Linked DNA regions of Mus musculus: region 1 is linked to region 2. The links are chromatin contacts, called in public Hi-C maps. All regions are on one chromosome and are shown on one strand. Each heading gives the region's core, a stretch centred on a gene start, on an enhancer-like site or on the middle of the called end of the contact. The rest is flanking DNA. Distances are from core to core; before and after follow the strand shown.

Region 1 (7,194 bases), core at 8-2,507, 9.6 Mb after region 2:
AATTTTTCAAGTATTTTATAGTATTGCTTTTAATAAATGGGGAGAGAGGTAATGTTAAACCACGCAGTCAAAAGGAAATAGGAAAGAAATCAACCATCAAAGATTCCAGATCTTTTAATGTTTCTGAAATAAATTAGATTAAGTCCAACCACCGTTTGGTAAGAAAGAGCTAGTACCTCACTTTTATCTATACCACCATTTCTTTCCTCCTCATATGTCACAGTTTCTTTCTCTGATGTATTGTTTATACAACTTCCCTGGCATCTGTTTAGTTCAGGCTCTAAACCTTCTTCTTTCTTCTCCTTGTTCTTTCTTCTTCTTCTTCAAAGATTTATTTATTATTATTATTATTATTATTATTATTATTATTATTATATATAAGTACACTGTAGCTGTCTTCAGACACACCAGAAGAGGGCGTCAGATCTCATTACAGATGGTTGTGAGCCACCATGTGATTGCTGGAATTTGAACTCAGGACCTTCGGAACAGCAGTCACTCTTACCCACTGAGCCATCTTCTTAAACCTGCATATGATAGTATCTCTAATAGTCAACTGGTTTCAAAATGCAGTCTGAGTACCAGAGTTAGAACCATTTAGCATAGTTGGAAGATGTGCCATCTCCTGGACACAATACTACTGTACAATATTAAAACTGTAGCATGAATCCCATATGTAATCGTACATGCTCTGGTATAGGCCTTAAACGATCAAAAAGAAAGTACATATGACTAAAAACTTAAAAGCAAGCTAATTGCAAAAAAAAAAAAAAAAAAAAAAAAAAAAAGGAAATCAAGTGTCTCTATCATTTAAATCCTTTGTGGACTTATAAAATCTATGTAGTATAGAAAAATAAAGACATTACTAAATGATTATTAGTGTGTGTGTGTGTACACAATTTGCAGGGGTTCGCTTCTCTACTTGGTGACAAGCATCATTAAGCTTCTGTCCCACCTAGTTCCCTTCATCATATTTAACAAAACCAAAAACCAGGTTCTCCCAGACTTGAAACTATCCTCGAAGCTGAGACCATGCTTCAGGGATGCTCAGACCACGGGTTTGACAGGCAGGTAATCTCAGGACCATCTCTGGGCCGCTTCTAGGTCACCTCATCCGAGGTCCTGCACAGTACGGACCTTGTAGGTCACCAGGACCTGGAACAAGACGCCCCAACCACTCTGCGCTTGCTCATTCGGTCAGCCAGCGAGGGCGGAGCCAGGGCCGGATACAAGTCGCTTTGGGCGGGGCTTTAACCCGTGGTGCAACTGGGCATAGGGCGGAAGAGCCGATGTGGAGCGGAATGTTGAAGAGACCCGGCTCTCTAATGTGGGAGGGGCTTAGGGAACAAAACGGAAGCCTGAGGCGGCCTTAGGGAGGGATTCGGAGTTACAAAGCCAGCCGGAAACTGGCGACGTAGGTGGGGCTTAGGGCTCATTACGCCTGCGCACCGAGCAACCGGCGGGCTGCGTAGTTATTTTTGAACCGGGTGGCGGGGAATAGCTTAGAAGCCATTAGGGCGCCGTCTGCGGTGAGGTTGGTAGTGTTCTCCGTTCGATCTAGTGATGGCACAGCAGCTCGCCCGAGAGCAAGGCATCACCCTGCGTGGGAGCGCAGAAATCGTGGCCGAGTTTTTCTGTGAGTGCTGAGCGCAGCCCCCGCCGCCAGAGAGAGCTGAGGCTGAGCCGGGCCTTAGGACGCGCGCTAGGACGGAACCACGGATCCTCCCGGGGGCGGGGAACGCTGCACCACCCAGCGCAGGCCTGGGCCTCCTGGAACCTAACGGGGCTGACCTGGGTCATCATCTTACTCGCTCTCTGAAAGCTGGGGTCTGTGTTGACATCCTCTGACCACATGCTCTGTATTTACACTTAGCAAACCTGCGAAGTTGGACATTGCTGGGTTAAAGGTTTTCCGTGTCTTTTTGTGCCTACTCTGCTTTCTGGGAGACTTAAACGTTATTACACGGTTACGGCTTTATTTCTTTCGTTTTCAGCATTTGGCATCAACAGCATTTTGTATCAGCGTGGCATTTATCCGTCGGAAACCTTTACTAGAGTGCAGAAATATGGACTCACCTTGCTTACAACTACTGACCCCGAGCTCATAAAGTATCTCAATAATGTGGTGGAACAGCTAAAAGGTAATCACGTTTTCAGTGTGTGATCTTACAGGTTTGTGTCCCAAGTAACTTAAAGCAACATGCCTTCTCAAATGTCATTCTCAACTGGGAGGAAGCAAGCAATGGAGGGAATCCCCACCTCTTTTTAAGTAGGCTGAATGTCTTGATGTTAGGAATCTTTAAGCTGCTTTAAGAGTGGGTTTTGTAGGTTAACCAGTTGCAGCAAATTGGAAATTTTACCCGATTAAAAGGATTTCGCCATTCTGTGTTTTGCTTTGTAGCTCCCAATGAAATCATACAAAATACCAATTCTAAAAGCATTGCAACTGCCTTTTTTTCTCTTTGAGTTTTATTGTACGTGAAAGGGTGTTGTAGTTTGTTTTAATTGTAAATTCATTAACAGTGTTTATTGCTTTTTTTGTTAACTTCAGTATTAAAATGGCCTTTTGGTGGCCACCTGAACATGGTTAGCTTGGCATCTGTCTTTAAGGCCGTTTTGTTTTGCTTTGCTTTTGAGACAGGTCTCTTTATGTAGCTCTGGCTGTCCTTGAACATGCTATGTAGACCCGGCTATCGTTGAACTCACAAAGATCAGCCTGGCTCTACTCCCAAGTTCTGGGACTAAAGGCATTTGCCACTGTGTCCAGTTTAAGGCCAGACTTCTAAACATGCCTTGCTATTTGTATCCATAGTAGAGTATTCATCAACACTTGTGCAGGTTGGATATGAATTCACAGGCAAAAACGGCAGGGCTTTTAAGCATAAGATCTGCTTTGAATTCTGGTATCTGTGGATCCTTTTACCCCCTGCAGCTCACTTACTTGCAAGGATGATAGTTTAGAAACACAAGGCTAATTGGTCACTCTGTCCAAAACACAGTTGTGGCTTTCCTGATTCTTAAAAGTACAGTTTCATTAATTTAACTTGTAAGATTTTATATGACATAGCATCTTGACTTTTCATAATTATGTAATTTATTTACTTTATTGAAAAGAATTTACTTTTCAATTAGTCTGCCCATGTATGCATGTATATACATGTGTGTGTGTGTGTGTGTGTGTGTGTGTGTGCAGGCGTGCATGCATGCCCTTCCCATTTAAAACCTGTATTTGCCTCTCCTTTGTACAGTTAGTGTAAAAACTAATCTTTCCCTCACCTACCAGAGTAGTCCGATTTTTTATGCTCTTATAGTGTCTCTGTTGTGACCAGCCACCACAGATGTGACTGGCGGTGGTTAGATGAGTATATGTCATATGCTCTCACTGGGAATTGCAGAGAAAGTACAGGTTCACGGTTCTGATGCTCTGCCTTCTGCCTATTAGTAATATGGAGAATTTAAAACTCAGCTAAATTATTAGTGGAGAATTGTCTTCCTTATGCAAGAAAGGAAGTTCAATTGTGAGAGTTCTGTAAGGCCGAGAGTGGGTCTTTGGAAGAGAGTCTCTGTCATAGGCTAGAGTCTGAGCGCTGCCTTGTGTGTTGCAGAGTGGCTGTACAAGTGCTCAGTTCAGAAACTGGTGGTGGTCATCTCAAATATTGAAAGTGGTGAAGTCCTTGAAAGATGGCAGTTTGATATTGAGTGTGACAAAACTGCAAAAGAGGAAGGGTAAGTATGAGCTGAGTTATTCCTACCTTAATTTGTTTTTATGTTGTTGCATGAGTTCACATTGTATTGAACTGATTTCTTACAGTTACTGTCTATGGTATGTTTTTAAAGATACTTTTGTTCTTTTGTTAGCTTGTGAGGGATTTCTTTTTTTTTTTTTTTTTTTTTTTTTTGGTATTTCGAGACAGGGTTTCTCTGTATAGCCCTGACTGTCCTGGAACTCACTTTGTAGACCAGGCTGGCCTTGAACTCAGAAATCTGCCTGCCTCTGCCTCCCGAGTGCTAGAATTAAAGGCGTGCTCCGCCTCGCCCAGCTGTGAGGGATTTCTGAGTTCCTCATAGCCTGTCAGGGATTGTGTAGATAAGATACTTTCAGCATACTGCCTTTGGGAAAACCCCATGAGATTAGGCCTTCGTGTTTGTGGTTATACCTGAACCTCTCACAATATAATATATGTGGGCCATGTAATCACTGGCTTAAACGTACAGGAGATGATCCTAGACTCATTCCTAATTTAGATGAAGCTCTACTGTACTTCCCCTATTGCCGTGAACTTTGTAAACTAAAGATTGCAAGCACTCTACATCAGAAATGCCTATCATGCTAAGCATGTGCTTCTGGAAGGTACTGTAATGAAGAGCAGTTTGTTTCTGAAGTCTTCAATCTATAGGAAGTCGTTAGCTTATAAAAACATTTGTATGTAATTTATTTTACCTGATTCAATCAGGAATCCGGTATTTAGATGTTACCTTTAAAAAAAAAAGTCAAAATTTAGGCTGGAGAAATGGCTCAGTGGTTGGGAGCACTGGCTACTTTTCTAGAGGACCCAGGTTCAGTTTCCAGCAGCCACATGGCAGCCCACAACTCTGTTTAACTCCAGTTTCAGGGGATCCCCGGCAACAGGTATGCATGTGGTGCACATAAATGTGCATGTGGGCAAAATACCAAAGTTCTACCAAGTTAATTTGTTGGAATCCATTTTCCTTTATGTTAAAGACTTACTGAAAATATGCTTACTGAGAGTGGTTGGGAAACTTACCATGCACAGAAGGACCAGATACTAAGATCAGCCTTAAAGAATGATGGGAAGGACAGATACAGTAACCCAAGAATATCTTTAGCCATTAATCTTTAGTCTCCTAATGTATTGCATCTGTGTTGTTGGAAGCATTTTGTTCAGAGAGAGTTACCAACGTGTTTTAATTAACTTAATGAAACCTAGAAGGAGTTATTTCTTTGATTTTTTTTTTTTTTTTTTTTTTTTTTTTTTATAGTGTTCGTAGAGAAAAGTCCCAGAAAGCCATACAGGATGAAATTCGCTCAGTGATTAGACAGATTACAGCTACTGTGACATTTCTGCCACTGTTGGAAGTTTCTTGTAAGTATTGTACAACTTAACTTAAATTTGCTGGAGAAAATGTTCATTACCGTTAGGAGGAGCCTACATTTGTTAAATCTCTTAATTTATCATTGCCTTGTAACATAAATGGGATATGGGAAGCAGAATACAGCACAAATAAAAACATGCATATCTGAAAACTGTGGAGACAAGGACTGGGGGGATGGCTCAGTGGTTAAATACTTGCTGAGCAACTGTAAGGACCTGAGTTAGGATTCCCATCACCAGGATCCTCCAGATGGTTGTGATGGCTCACCTATAACTCCAGCCAGAGAGGCAGGAATAGGCTCATCAGAGCAATCTGGCTCCCAGAACTATCCACGTTGGCCAGCTCTCGGTCTGCTTCGTCAATAAAGTGAAAGCACAGCTGTTAATTTGGAGACTCCGCCTGTGTGTTCATACATACACACTCAAGAAAATGAAGAAAAACATGAAAACCCTAAAAAACAGAAGTATACAACAATACTTTTGAAATTTTTCTCACAGTTTTACTACTTTTATTTTCTACTAGGAAGTATAATGCTCCGTTCTACACCCAGTTTCTATCAAGTAAAAGATTCATTAGACCAGGCTAAGCTACCTTTCTAGCAAGAGGTGGTTCAAAGTGAGGCCCAGTGAGAGAGAGGCAGGGAGGAGACTTCACTATTGAACAGCTTTCCTTTACTCCCATTCCCAACGTAGGTTCCTTTGATCTGCTGATTTACACTGACAAAGACTTGGTGGTACCTGAAAAGTGGGAAGAATCGGGACCGCAATTTATTACCAATTGTGAAGAAGTCCGTCTACGCTCATTTACAACCACAATCCATAAAGTGAATAGTATGGTGGCCTACAAAACCCCTGTCAATGACTGACGAGACGGTGAGGAAAAGGATGGAATTGTCATTCCCAAGTGTGCTTTTCCAGAAATTAAGTCAAATAGAGTTGCTACATTTCCTTGTTTAATTTTCCGGTGAAGAAAGCTAAGATCCGACATTGATAAATGTGTGTTATTGTTCCATTTCTTGGGTTCTTCCTGGACTTGTCTGAGTCGACAAGAGTGCTGCACATTGTTAAGGGGAATCAACAGATTTTGTTAGCATTGTGGAATGAATTCCTTTAAAAATGGTCATTGTACATAGAAAAACTTCTGTTAAAACGCTAACTACTTCCCTTAACATTGTAACTGGACCAGGATATAAAGAAGCGTTTAAATGTAAACACAGCAGAAGGGATCAAAGCTTTTTTAGTTCTGAGGGTCAGTCAGGAATGTTGCCAATCCGGATCCAGTGAGAGAGGCAGGGAGGACAGCTTTACTATTCAAAAGTTCTGTACTTTACTCTCATTCCCAACTTAGGTTCGTTTGGTCTGCTGATTTACACTGACAAAGATTTGGTGGTGCCTGAAACGAGGGAAGAATCAGGACCCCAGTTTATTACCAGTTCTGAAGAAATCCGTCTACACTGATTTACAACCACAAGCCACAAAGGGAATAGTATTGTGGCCTACAAAACCCCATCAATGAAGAGACGGTACACATACCATCCCCCATCACATTATACCTTCTGCTGTATTTATATTTAGATGCTTCTTTATATCTTGGTCAAGATTCTTCTGAGCAAAATCATTAGACAAAGTATTTAGCTTTTTAAAAGAAGTTTTTCTACCTACAGTGACCATTGTTAAAGGAATCCATCCCACAGTGAATCTGTTGGCTCCCTTAATAACGTGTAGCACTCTTGCTGATTCTGTGGTAAGTTCAGGAAGAACCCACGAAATGCAGCAGTAAGACACATTTCTCTTTATATAGACCCCATATTGAAATACATGCTAATTATTTGATTTTGTTGTATATATCTTGAGCTCACAAAGCAGTTGATGCTGTTTAATTTCTGTAATAAAGAACTCTTATTTTAATGTTTTATAAAAATCAAGCTTTAAAAGTCAGTGATACAAAAAAATTAAGCCTTGTGTTTTAAATTTGTGTTACAGTATCTTTGATATTTAGTTTGGTGCTAATATAGTCAGATACTTCAGTGGATTGAGTGGATGGATTGTGTTCATTTTGATTATGTGATGGGGATGGTTT
Region 2 (7,473 bases), core at 563-3,062:
TTCACTAAATGGCTTGTCTTATCTCTCTGAATACTTCTAGTGTACCTTTTGATTGGTTTTCTCTGGGAATCTAGTTTGCCACATTACTGGACATTTCCACTATGGCATGCATAGCTCACTAGCAAATCCCTAATGCCTTTCAATTAAAAATGTCCTGATGGCCAGGGTAACTCAGGAATGTAATCTTGCACTGAGATGGCTGAGGCAAGAGAAACACCATCACCCAGAACGCAACTGGTGTCATTTTTTCCTAGCCTACCTTGGTTAGGTAGTTATATACCATCTGTGATCAGAACAGCAATGTTCAGTGGGTATCCTTGGGTTTGTACACATTCTATGAAGGAAGAGGGTGGAGACAGGTACAGAGGACTCCCCAAACATGACTTATAAAGAGAGAGAACAAGGGCCGGAATATATATTTCAGGTCATCCAAATATTTCTCCCATCTAAAGGAACAATCAGCTAAAACTATAAAAGTAAAAATATTAAACTCTTTTACATCTTCTACTGAAAAACTATTAGGGGGTCTGACGCATAGTTTAAAACAATGCATATAAAGACTGACTTGTACAGTACAAACAAAAAATATTTGGCATTATTGGTCCCTTAGTACTTTATACAATGAAAGTAAAACTCTTCCTTAAGATTTCGTGGAAAAATCAGCCCACTGTTTAAGTACATAGAGAAAGACAGCGAAATCAGCTTTTTCCCACTGATGGAAAATTATAAAATTTGAGTATGGAACAAAATAAAGCCATGTAAATTCGCTAGACAGGGAGGGAGGCAAAACTTCTCACACAAAATGTTTGCAACCAGAGGTATATAAAGAAAATAACCCAGGAATAAAGGAATTCACTTAAAATATTAGTTTCAATAGAAATAGTTTCTCAACTTTATATTTTAGTTCTGGATGCTCACTTGTACTCCAGTAAGTAAGTCACACTCACCATGCATGCTCAAGTCAGATGGAACAACAGTAACATCAAAACAACCCTAAATGAAACAGACATTCTGGGATCAACAAATCGCCTTAAAACAAACCTCAAATGGAATTCTTGAGACAAACAATTTAAACGAGACTGCAATTAACTCTTAAAAGTACATTTCTAGGATTTAGGAAAGAGTTTTGGGGGACTGACACATGAATACTTCTTGGAACATAAAACAAGGAAGAACATTCAAATAATCGAGCTGTTTCAATATTGGCATTTCTAAAAAAACACTGAAAATGCTCTTTTCATAACGTAAGCCAAGGCAGCCCCGATGATGTAAAACAAACAAACAAACCAACCAACCAACCAACCAACCAACCGACTCCTGGACAAGAGACTATCGGATTAGCTGCACGTCTTGGAGGCGGTTGCCAACTGGAGATTAGCTCTGGAGAAACGGGTTTTGCAGCAAGAGGTAGTTATCTCCGAGCATCTATTCTCTCCACTCTTTGAAACAAACGCTGTCAAGCATCAGCACGCGTGCAGGCTGCCCTCGCAGGGCCGCGGCCGGCCCACGCCACTTGGGCTGCTCGCGCGCGAGCCGATGCTCCCGCACTCACCATTTCGATGATCTTGGTCTTGCGGCCCGTTTTTCTCTTCAAGGTGAATATGTACTGGGCCAGCACCACGCCTGCTACCACCGCGCACACACTGGCGCTCGCCACCGCGCCCACTCGCGCCACGGCCGCGCGGTCCATTGACAGGCCCGCGTGCTCTCGGCGCGGAAGCCCGGGATCCGCGGGTACGAGCCCAGGGGCGCGGCCGCAAGCCGCACACTTCCCCGGAGCCCCGCCCCGCGCGGGGGAAACCGAGGAGGCCCCGCCCAGAAGAGGTGAGGGGCGGGGACGACGGGGCGGAGACTAAGAGGTCCGCGTCCGGAATCCCGCCCTTATAGTGGGGGCGGGACTTCCTCTGACCCTGACTTCAGGAAACGCCGCAAGGACCCGGAAGGAAACAACTGTAATTAGCTACTAAATGCAAGTAGTGCATCTGTAACCCAGAATCCTGGTGACCCGGATGCTATGCTGTGCCTATAGTCCACAGTAAGATCGCACCAGAAACATCGAGAAAACAAAGTCTTGCCCCAGTGTGAGAAAATTCACCCGCCACCCACTCAGAAACTGTGCCTCGTCCTAGCCTTCATGGACTACGACACCCAGCAGGCTCAGCGGCGCTGCGTCTGACCTGCGCAGTAGCATCCTGGGTTGGAAGGCCTAGATATAGTCGTTTTTGGGAGATCTGTCAGCTGTTGGGCTTTTCAGTCACAGTCTACCTACAACTTTAGCTTACTTTCCTTAGGAGCGTGTGCAGAGAAACTTAACGTTGTTCTCTCTTGCTTAGTATATTTCAAGGGATTCATGTAGTTTACTCTGCTTCTCGCTGAGTGGGTGGGGTGTGATGAGGTGCAAGAGAGAATCTCAGGAGAGTCGCCCCCGATTCTGTGAGGTTTGGGCTGCTGCTTGGCGAGACTGTCTCTCTCTGCCTGATATATGCAACCGAAGGAAGTTAAGAATGAAAAGCCGTGGGAGAGAAAGAATTATTTTTCTGTTTTAGGTTTTTATTAGCTGGTCTAAAGCAAATTGACATAGACATTATCTTGAGTAGAACAATTCATTGTGCAAACAGAAGTTCCACAGAAATATGAGACTCAAGCTGGTCATGATGGAGCATGCTTCTGATTCCTGCATGTAGGATCCTCAGGCAGGAGGATTGCTCGGAGTACAGTGGCTGATTAACCAGGGCCATGGGTCAAAGCCTTAACGAAATGGCCAAAAATTGAGGCTGAAATATACCACCTAAATTACTGAAAGGAATATGTATTATATTTGACATTCTTGAGCAAGTTGGAGTCTGCAGGAGGGGAAATGTATGGTGACTAAAGGTTGCCTTGTGCAGATGAAAATCTTTCCAGGGGATAAAGGTGTGAGCTCAGCGATAGGGTGCCTATTACCAACCCTCAAGTTCAACAATTCTGTTTGGAGAAGCTCTTGACCTGATACATTTACTAATGACAATCTCAACAATCTCTGTCTCTGTCTCTCTCTGTTTCTGTCTCTCTCTCTCTGTTTAAATGTGTATTTCTTCTACACTAGAGATGTTTAAAATTATAAGGAATTTGTATTAATTTTCTGTGGCTGTGATAAAACACCATGACCAAGACCCCTTATAGAAGAAAGAAAGAATTTACAAGAATCCATAATGGTGGGGTCAGCATGGCAGCAGGTGGCAGCAGGCTGCTGGCATGGTAACAGAGGTACATCTTTCATCTCAACTATAAGCACAAAGTACAGAGAGCAAACGAAGTGGGACAGTCTTCAAACCCTTAAAGCAAAGCTCCAGAGACATGCTTCCTCGAAGAAGGCTGCACCTCTAAAGCTCCTGAAACAGCACCACCAACTGGAGATCATATGCTCAAATGTATGAGCCTAGGGGGGGCATTCTCACACAAACGACTATCGAATTTAAGGGAAATTCTTCAAAGAGCTTTCCCTGCTTTGAATAGTTCTCAGCATCTTTCAGATCAAAATAATTGTTGTACCAAAGTAGCCTGTTTCCCTATGGCATAGTCTGATCTCCTTTAATCATACTTTGAGGTGATATGGCTTGATTGTCATCATAATTAAAGCTAAGGATTGTTTTTCTCTGTGTCATATGTTCTCTGTCCTATCCCTGGGGCCCTTGCAAAGCACTCTAAAAATGTACCTATATATCTATATCTATAGCTTTCCTATGGGGTTGCCCTCCTCTTCAGCTTCTTCTAGCCTTTCTCTAATTCAACCACAGGAGTTTCAGACTTCAGTGCAATGTTTGGGTGTAAGTATCTGCATCTGTCTTGGTCAGCTGCTGGTTGGGCTTCTCAGAGGACAGCTATGCACACCATAGCATCAGTTATAGTGTCAGGTCTTGGAGCCTCCCCTTGAGATGGATCCCAATTTGGGCCAGTCACTGGACCTCCTTTCTACCTTTATCTCTGTAGTTCTTTTAGATAGTAATAATTCTGGGTCAGAGCTTTTGACTGTGGGATGGCAACAACATCCCTTCATCTCTCCATTTCCTCATTGTTGGGTATTTCATCTAAGGTCCCTCTCTTTGAGTTCTGAGAGACTATCATCTCCCAGGTCTCTGGTACATTCCAAAGGGTCCTCCCACCTCCTACCTCCCAAGGTTGACTGTTTCCTTTCATTCTGTTGACCCTCAGGGCTTCATTTCTGTTCCCTCCAGTACTGATCATATTCTTTTTCCCCTCCTCGCCTCTCCCACCCAGTTCCTTCCCATGATTGCTTTCTTTTTCCTCCCAAGTGGGTTTGAAGCATCCTCACTTGGGCCCTTCAGCTTGTTAACCTTTTTGAGTTCTGTGGATTGTATCCTTGGTATGTAGTACTTTTTGGGCTAATATCCACTTATTAGTGACTACATACCATGCATGTGCTTTTGGGTCTGAGTTACCTTACTCAGGATGATATTTTCTAGTTCTATTCATTTGCCTGCAAAACTCAGGATGTTCTTAATAGCTTAATAGTATTCCATTGTGTAAATGAACCACATTTTCTGTATCCATTCTCCTGTTGTGGGACATCTGGGTTGTTTCCAGCTTCTGGCTATCAGAAATAAGGCTGCTATAAACAGCGGAACACATGCTCTTGTGGCATGGTGGGGCATCTTTTAGGTATATGCCCAGGATTGCTATATCTGTTTCCAATTTTCTGAGAAACCTCTAGATTGATTTCTGAGCTCCGTAGTAACCTCCTGTTTTCATCTCTAATTGTATTGATCTGGGTCTTTTCTCTTTTATTTGGTTAGTATGAATAGGGGTTGTTAAATTTGTTTATAGTGCAAAAGAATACATTTGTCTATGTATCATTAATTTCTGCCCTAATCTTTGTTATTCTTTTTGCTCTCTACCACTTTTAGGGTTTTTGCTTGCACTTGATTTTCAAGGATTTTAAGGTACATGACTATATTACTTGAGAGCTTTTTTATTTTATTATTTTATTTATTATTGCTATAAACTTTCCTCATAGAGCTAATTTCATATCCCAAGTATTTTGACAAGTAGTGGTTTAATTTTTATGGGATTCAAGAAACTTTTAGATGTCCTCCATGATTTCTTCAAAGACACACTGGACATTCAACAATGTGTAATTCTGACTCCATACATTTGCTTAGTTTCTGTAGTTGTTTTCAAGTGATTTCTGGTTTTATTGTGCAATTACATCATCAAATACAAGAGATTACTTTGAATCTTTGACAATTTTACCTTATGACCCATTACCTATTTACCTTATGACCTATATAATGTGTTCTACTTTAGATATGATTCCAGTAGCTACTAACAAGAATATGTATTCTGTATATATGTTGGATGTGAAATTCTGTATATATCCATCATGTCCACTTGATCTATGGTATAATTTAACCCCGATTTCTCCATTAATTTTTGCTTGTTGAATGACCCATATAGGGATTAGTATATGGTATTGAAATTATCCAGTATTATGATATCAGGACCTATCATAACCTTCAAAACCATTAGTTTTAAAATGAAATTATGTCTCGATATTGATGTATTTATTTACAACTGTTATTATTCTTGATGAACTGCTTTTTAAAACTTAATATGTAGTAGCCTTGTGGGGTGGTTTGAGTGGAAAAAATCTTCCACAGGCACCTGTATTTTAACATTTGGTCCCCAGTTGGTGTACTGTTTGGGGAAGTTGTGGAACCTTTTGGAGGTTCAGCCTTATTGGAGGAAGTGTGTAACTGGCCATAATTCCATTCATGCTCTCTACTTCATGTTTGCAGTTGAGAAGATGATCTCTCAGTTTCCTGAGGCTACCAGGCCTGCTGATTGCTGCCATGTCTCCCTGCCATGAGGACTCTTATTCTACTGGAACCATAATCAAGTATAAACTCTTCTTTCTTTAAGTTGCTTTTGTCCATAGTATTTTTTCACAGTAGTAGAAAAGTAAATGATACATATTCTGTAGATGTTTGAATGAAAATGGCTCTCATAGACTCATGTATTTTAATATTTGGCCCCCAGTTTGTTGAATTACTTGGGAAAGATTCAGAAGTGTGGCCTTGTTGGAGGAAGTATATCACTGGGGTCAGGCTTTGAAGTTTCAAAAGATTTGTTCCATCTCCAGTTAGTTCTCTCTGCCTCCTGCCTATAGATCAGGATGTAAGCTCTCAGCTACTGCTCCAGTGTCATACCTGTCTGCCTATTGCCATGTTTCCTGTCATGATGTTATAAACTTACCCTCTGAAACAATAAGGCCAATAAACTCTTTCTTCTAAGTTGCCTTGTCATGGTGTCTTATCACAGGATTAAAAATAAAGTAGCTAAGACACCTTTACTTTTTCTCATTAATTTTGCTTTGAAACATATTTTATCAGATACCTATATAGGTATACTACTTGGTTTCGGTTTCTATTTGTTTAGAAGACTGTTGTCAGTCTGCTGACTCTGAGTTTGCCATATCTTTACCAGGGAGGTGTGTTTCTTGCATACAATATATAGTTGGATCTTATAGATGGGATTCCCTTCCATCTAATTGGTCTTCTATTTTCTCCAAAACCTTCCCTTCCAACTTTATGTCACTGTAGCTTGACATCTGGAAAACAGGCCTAGCTCCATACCCCAAGGATCCACCTTATTTGCTCATTAGTAAATTTGTTAACTAGTTAAGACTACCAGATTTCTTATCAAAGATAGATAGGTTTGCCTTGCTCACAGGCTTCACGATATAGGATAAACAAGTTCAGATGTAAGTTTTCACAGATATAATATCCTGCTACTTTCTTATTTATTTATTTATTTATTTATTTAAAACTCCAGATTTTATTCCTCTCCAGGTCAACCTCTGGCTGTTCCACATCTCATACCTCCTCCCCACCCCCACCCCCCCTTTCTCCAAAGGATGTCCCCACTCCCATCTCACCTGACCTCTAAACTCCCTGGGGCCTTTAGTCTCTTGAGGGTTAGGTGCATTTTCTCTGTCTAAACCCAGACCCGGCAGTCCTTTGTTGTATATGTGTTGGGGGGCGTCTAATATTAGCTGGTGTATGCTGCCTGGTTGGTGTTCCAGTATCTGAGAGATCTCGGGGGTCCAGGTTAATTGAGACTGCTGGTCCTTCTACATGGTTGCCCTCCTTATCAGCTTCTTCCAGCTTTTCCCTAATTCAACTACAGGGGTCAGCAGCTTCTGTCCATTGGTTGGGTGCAAGCATCTATATCTGATGATTTCAGCTGCTTGTTGGGTCTTTCAGAGGGCAGTCATGATCGGTCCCCTTTTGTCAGTGCTCCATAATCACTATCCCTGACCTCCCAACTACAGAGCAATAGTGATAAAAACTGCATGGTATTGGTACAGAAACAGACATGTTGATTAATGGAATAGAATTGAAGACCCAGAAATAAAACCACACGTATATGGACACTTGATCTTTGTAAAAGAAGCCAAATATATACAATGGAAAA

The links. A called contact is a pair of places that touch in the nucleus more often than the background predicts.
Region 1: a contact with region 2 is called in a Hi-C map of rod photoreceptor, with 10 times the contacts expected there. The contact joins the promoter of Mad2l1 here to the promoter of Nt5c3 in region 2. A contact is called at or near these places in 1 of 39 promoter capture datasets (pre-B cells) and 1 of 484 Hi-C or Micro-C datasets (rod photoreceptor).

The regions. Positions count from the first base shown.
Region 1 is chr6:66,533,964-66,541,157 of GRCm38.p6, forward strand. It overlaps Mad2l1 (MAD2 mitotic arrest deficient-like 1), which reads left to right and starts at 1,258. Exons shown (of 6, transcript NM_001355624.1): 1 at 1,258-1,636; 2 at 1,995-2,141; 3 at 3,606-3,726; 4 at 5,002-5,105; 5 at 5,808-5,987; 6 at 6,463-7,144. The coding sequence starts at 1,564. The coding sequence ends at 5,980.
Region 2 is chr6:56,922,120-56,929,592 of GRCm38.p6, forward strand. It overlaps Nt5c3 (5'-nucleotidase, cytosolic III), which reads right to left and starts at 1,813. Exons shown (of 9, transcript NM_026004.3): 1 at 1,553-1,813. The coding sequence starts at 1,690. It also overlaps a transcript of Vmn1r4 not described here.